Regions from separate parts of the Triticum aestivum genome. Here region 2 is linked to region 1. The links are chromatin contacts, called in public HiCAR-type maps. All regions are on one chromosome and are shown on one strand. The core of a region is the stretch at or near the end of the contact, and the rest is flanking DNA. Distances in the headings are between cores, read along the strand shown.

Region 1 (2,788 bases), core at 105-2,604:
CATCCGACATAATTTTATGCTTCACTTAGTTCAATAATATGCCACTGCCTATTCTCCTGCTATTCTGGAGCTACCTAGATTTCTTCTATATGTTTAATTTATGATTCGTATGCCAAGTTGGTGGGATTACCAAATACTCGACATAGGTGAACAGTGACCAATTAGTAGTAGGTATAGACACAAGAATGTTGACCGACCCACACTCCTAACATAAATTATGTTTTCTAAACCTGGCTAATTATTTCTTGGTTTGTTGGGATTGAAAACCGTATAGGCGTCAGGTTGCTAATCCAACAAGGCCTACAAGAACGCTGACCTCTTTGACTCGTGCTGTGAGGAGAGGTAAGTGTCTCTTGTATCATAGATGTGATTATTTCTGTCACATAGGTAGAGTAGATTGACCTACTTCTCCTTGTGCAAATGTTGCACAGGGGGTGAAAATGCAGGAGCCGATGGCAATGGGAATTCTAATGACTTCTCAACAAAGTTACTCCATCTTGCGTGGCACCCAACTGAGAATTCCATTGCGTGTGCTGCTGGAAATAGCTTGTACATGTATTGTGCATAGGGAATGTGCTAGAGAAGATTCACTGTTTTTGGTTTGTTCAACGTGAAAGCTTGGGCCTTGCACATGCAACCAGGAAAATGGTCGTCAATTCCGTGATTGGGGGTCGAAAGAGGCGGTTGGCACCCACGAGATCAACTCCAAGCATAGCAGACTATTTCCTTGTGATTCTTTAGTAAATGTGAAACACAAATTCTAATCGCACCAAAGTTTTTGGGTCCCAAGATATGATTGTAGCTGCATGTGTAGCCAAAACACCAGCAGTTGGAGGACAAAGCAGAAGATAGCAAGGCTGATTCTAATTTCACTTGGTCACAGGAAATATGTGCTTACGGTGGACGCAAGAAATTTGCTTGTCTTGAAATGTAATGTAATGCCGCGTAGCCAGGGTTAACCATCTGCTGTCACCAACGGTGAAACATGTGTGGACATAAAAAGTATTGACTTGTAGTTCTCCCCCCTTGTTCTATTTGTTGGTGGTCCAGACTTGCAATAAGTTTGCAACTCGTGCTGCATGTGATGGGCTGTGACCTAAGTTGTATATGCTACATTTTGCCATGCAAAACTCACAACTAATGATATGAATTCTTGAGTATTCATGTCTGTCTTGTATGCATTTTTGCAATCCTCTTGAGATTATGCATCAATTATATATATTACAGTGTAACGCCAGAAGAATATTTGATGCATGATTTGGGGATTTTAGTGGTGGTGTTCAACTGGATGCGCTTGGCGATGTTGAGCCAAATGGGCGTATCGATGCCGCTGGTCCAGCCGAGTGATCCTTTGCTATTTTGGAACGGAGGGAGTATCTGCGTACGGGTTGGTTTGTCAGGCCCCAATTGAGATGCAAGCGAATATCTAGAGCGATTTGGGGCAAAAAGGGGATCGTAGATCCAGAAGTTTATATTTCTACTAAAAGATATATGTTTATGGAGTATTACTTCTGCTCGAAGGCAAGAATTTACAGAATAAACGATACCCTCTCTCAGCCACAGCCAGGTTTCTTTATAGGCTAAGGGGACAGCTACTGCAGCGACAACGGAAAGAAACGGTACAGCTGTAAAGACGATCGGACGGTCCTTGTAAAGCCTATCCTTACTGAGTGATGATGGCCATCCGATTGGCTCGAAGTGTTACTTGCCGGATGGCTACAGTTAACTGAACTTGATCTTCTTTATAGGCTAAGGGGACAGCTACTGCAGCGACAACGAAAAGAAACGGTACAGCTGTAAAGACGATCGGACGGTCCTGGTAAAGCCTATCCTTGCTGAGTGATGATGGCCGTCCGATTGGCTTGAAGCGTTACTTGCCGGATGGCTACAGTTAACTGAACTTGATCGTAAGTGGCTGATACCTGACATTGCCCCCCTCTGAGAACCGGCGTGTCCTCACGGCGTAACCTCCCTGTTCTTCCATGCTTGTTGATGAGGACATCAATACCATTGTTACAGCCACAGCCCCTGCTGCTATACATACTGGACCAATTACTAGAGCTCGCGCACGTCAACTAAATTACCAGGTACTTACGTTTCTTGGTAATGATTCTAATGTTCATGAGAATATGATGCTGCCTAAATTGGATACATTTGTTTTGCTTACCAATGAAGGGCCTAGCTTGGAGAAGGATGAACATTGGAGCAAGAGAAAGCATGGAGATGATGGCATGCGCGAGGGGAACAAGAACGGAGTTACGAGTGATGATTTCAGGTCTTTGAAGCCACCATAACGAGTGCATGAAGCCTTGGACGAAATATACAAGATGCCACTTCATAAATTTCGTCCAGAGGCTATTATAGGTGCTGCGTCACCTTTTTATTGGGCCAGGCCCATGTAATTTCGAAATACATTAGTATAGGCTATTTTTAGAGTCTGTATGTGTGGGGAAACAAGAGATAGGGTTGATTTCGGACCCCTCCACCAAGGGCCACGAAATTCCCCCTCTCTTCCTCCATATATACAGCCCTTAGGGCACCGTTTAGACTTTGGGTTTTGTTTAGATTAAAGTTCGCCATAGCTGCAACTTCGCGTACTTCGTTTGTGTTCAATGACCAGACAAAGGCGTCACAGAACCCCACCTTGATCAATAAAGCTTTCATCTTATATTCGCAATATCCAGATTGCAATCTCAGTTTCTTGCTTGTACTTCGTTTGCTCGCAGGAAACAGACCCTCGTGGTCAGGTTGATCGTGCTCCGGCATGGTCAATAACCTCTCGGAGTTG
Region 2 (2,788 bases), core at 136-2,635, 63 kb after region 1:
GGTGTTGGAAGGTTCACCTTGACCTGGCCTCTTGGTGCTTGACCTCACCAGACCCAAGCTTCCGGCACAGGCGGAGTCATCCCTGAATTTGGGGATGAGCCCCTAGCGTCCTATTATACAGTGGCGGAGACACCAGCAGGGGCATTGCCCCCCTAACATCATTGATTTGATCCTAATTTAGAGATGAACAGTGCCAAATTTAGAAAACAATACATGCATTACCGCAGTTTGTCCCCTGAGATGAAAAGTTTGTGTCATTTGGCCCCCCTGATATTTAATTCCTGGCTCTGCCACTGCTATTGGAGGCATACGATGGGGATCATACACATCATCGTCAATGGATTTGAAGGAGCCACGGAGCCCATGTCGGCTGACCAGCTGTCTCTGACGATCCGTCGCATCCTCGGGACGAAGGGCGGCGAATTTCATTCGTCCTAGCCATGATGTCATTTGGGATGCATTGATGTTTCAAGGTGGTGTCTACGATGACCTGATGTAAAAGTTTCGGCAGACCAACTGGTCTTATTACCGATGCCGGCGAGGTTGGAGCCACGGGGATGCAACTTTGGAGGTGATCGCTATTTTTTTCCTGTTCAGGGTCTTGTTTGTAAATTTTTGAGACATGTTTGTTGTTCGTTCCTTATATAGGGTCCTGTGTGTGAGATGCTTGATTAAACGAAGAAGATTAGCGGACAATATATTTTGCAAGAGCAAGGTGCGTAACACTTAGGGCGAATTAATGGGCTTGTGGTGGTTACCCCGTTCCGGTTGGGTGCAATGGACCATCTTGGCAAATCACATCACATCAGTGTTAATTACGTCCATGTTCCCTCGCGCGCGAGAGCATCTCAGCTAACGTACTAGGAAGGTGCGCCAAGACTGTGACTGTCACTGCCTTGGCACGCACATGCGACCGTGTGATTTTTGTTTTTGGTCCCGTTTTTCCATGACATGTGACAACACGAATTGTCTCTGAGAAGGTGTTTGAATCCAAGAGACTTATTTTAGTCTGATTAAAAATAATCTTTTTAAGAGGTTAAAGTTTCAAATACCCCTGACTAAAATGGGGCTAAAACTAGTCTTGAGACTAAAAAATTTTAGTTAGGGGTACTCCTACTAAAATGTGGATTAGTCCTCTCTCTCCTTATTTAACTTCTCTTTTTTAACATAGACGAGTTCTGGATTGAAGGGTTCGAAGGATAATAAATGTTCATTAACTTGATTTTAGTCTCTTTAGTATTTAATCCAAGCATGGATGAGGCTAACAAGTTTTAGTCCCACTACTTTTAGTCATGAGACTAAAACGTATCCAAGCACCCTCTGAATGCGGCGTATCGTGAAAAAGCTTGACCCGTGCCTTGGCATACAATACTGCAAGCGCAACGAATACCTGTCCTGTTACAACCTGTAGGTAGAGCCGCCTAGGTCCACAATCACGCCTCCCCTCCTTCTGGACGCCATTACCGATCCACTTGACGAGAACTGGCCAACACATTCACGGGTACGGGGGTGCACAATTAAGCAAGGAATGCTGGTGTTGGTATGCTCTCAGACGAGATCACCCGGTCGATCGATATTCTTCCATGCAAAGACTTGCACCTGTTCAAGCGTACAGACACATTTATGGGTAACGTTGTCCTCGCAACGGTCGACATCCTTCCATGGAACGACTGTTCAAGGTTGCACACACATTTTTCGGTAATGTTGTCATATGAGGTGGCCTTACAGTTGTGTAAACTTCTCCGGCAAGGCTAGGCTAGGCTAGCCCGGTGGGTCGTACTGATCTTTTGTACGGCCCCGTCCCCCGTGCGGCGTGGCCGCGCTGGAGCGTCTTGTTCCGGTGACACTGTTAGTTGCTCGTGCGCTCTGTCACAAGTCATAGCGATGCCCAAGAAAGATTTGTTGCAGGTTTTGTGATATTTGGGCGTTCGATGTGGCGCTCTGTCACAAGTCACACCGATGCCCAAGAAAGATTTCTAGAAGCAAATGAATGGGTCCCCGGGGATAACCCTTCCCAGAATCAGGTCCATCAAATATCAAGATCATAAACATGTGCGTGTGGGAGTCCGTAGATATTCTACAGATAAATTAAAAAATTTACAAAATAATTTTGGGTTTGAGAGCAAATTTTGTTGTATTGGACATACAAATGTGTGTGTGGGACTCATTTCTAAGGCAAAACAGCAGCTATTTTCACCGCAAAATTACAAAATTTAAATCTAAAGTTCGGAGCCATGCAGGGCAGAATGGGTGGCAGTTCCTATTTCCCGCGTACCGTGGTGAATAACATGGAAAAGCGCACACAGTATGGGCCAGCTAATGTACAGGCTTTGGTCGTGTCTTTCTCCAGCGTCTTTGAATTAGTGAACATTTTTAAACCCAAGAACAATTTTGAAAATTCACATACTGTTTTTGAATTCGCAAACATTTTTCAAAAAAACTTTTTGAACTCATGAATATTTTAAAAATTCACAAACAATTTTTGATTTTGTGAATACTTTTAAGATCCTCGACCATTTTTCAAATTTATGAACAATCTTTCACTTCGCAAACATCTTTTGAAAGAATTTTTTGAATCATCAAACATTTTTTTGGAATAGTTTGAACATCTTTTATGAGTTTAAAAAATAGTAGTATTTGCTACTAATAAGATGCACATGGTTTTATATTTTGGCAAAGAAAGAAAGGAAATTCATTTATATTTGTGTATAAAATCCGTCATTTTGTTGTACTAATAACTTCTGCTTGTCTCATTTTACCCAGTCCATATGGATGAAAATTATTTACT

Evidence for each region. HiCAR-type assays count read pairs that join an accessible place to other places.
Region 2: a contact with region 1 is called in a HiCAR-type map of leaf, with 9 times the contacts expected there. The contact joins two enhancer-like sites. A contact is called at or near these places in 3 of 5 Hi-C or Micro-C datasets (leaf and an unstated tissue) and 1 of 1 datasets of contacts at active chromatin or transcription factors (leaf).

What each region holds. Positions count from the first base shown.
Region 1 is chr6B:304,428,322-304,431,109 of IWGSC CS RefSeq v2.1, forward strand. It overlaps the pseudogene LOC123137020. Among protein-coding and RNA genes, the nearest start is that of LOC123137021, 17 kb to the right of the region's middle. Within about 2 kb of position 1,355, at least 1 of the 8 cell types and tissues checked has an H3K27ac peak or open chromatin away from gene starts, as enhancers often do.
Region 2 is chr6B:304,491,371-304,494,158 of IWGSC CS RefSeq v2.1, forward strand. No RefSeq gene overlaps it. Among protein-coding and RNA genes, the nearest start is that of LOC123137021, 46 kb to the left of the region's middle. Within about 2 kb of position 1,386, at least 4 of the 8 cell types and tissues checked have an H3K27ac peak or open chromatin away from gene starts, as enhancers often do.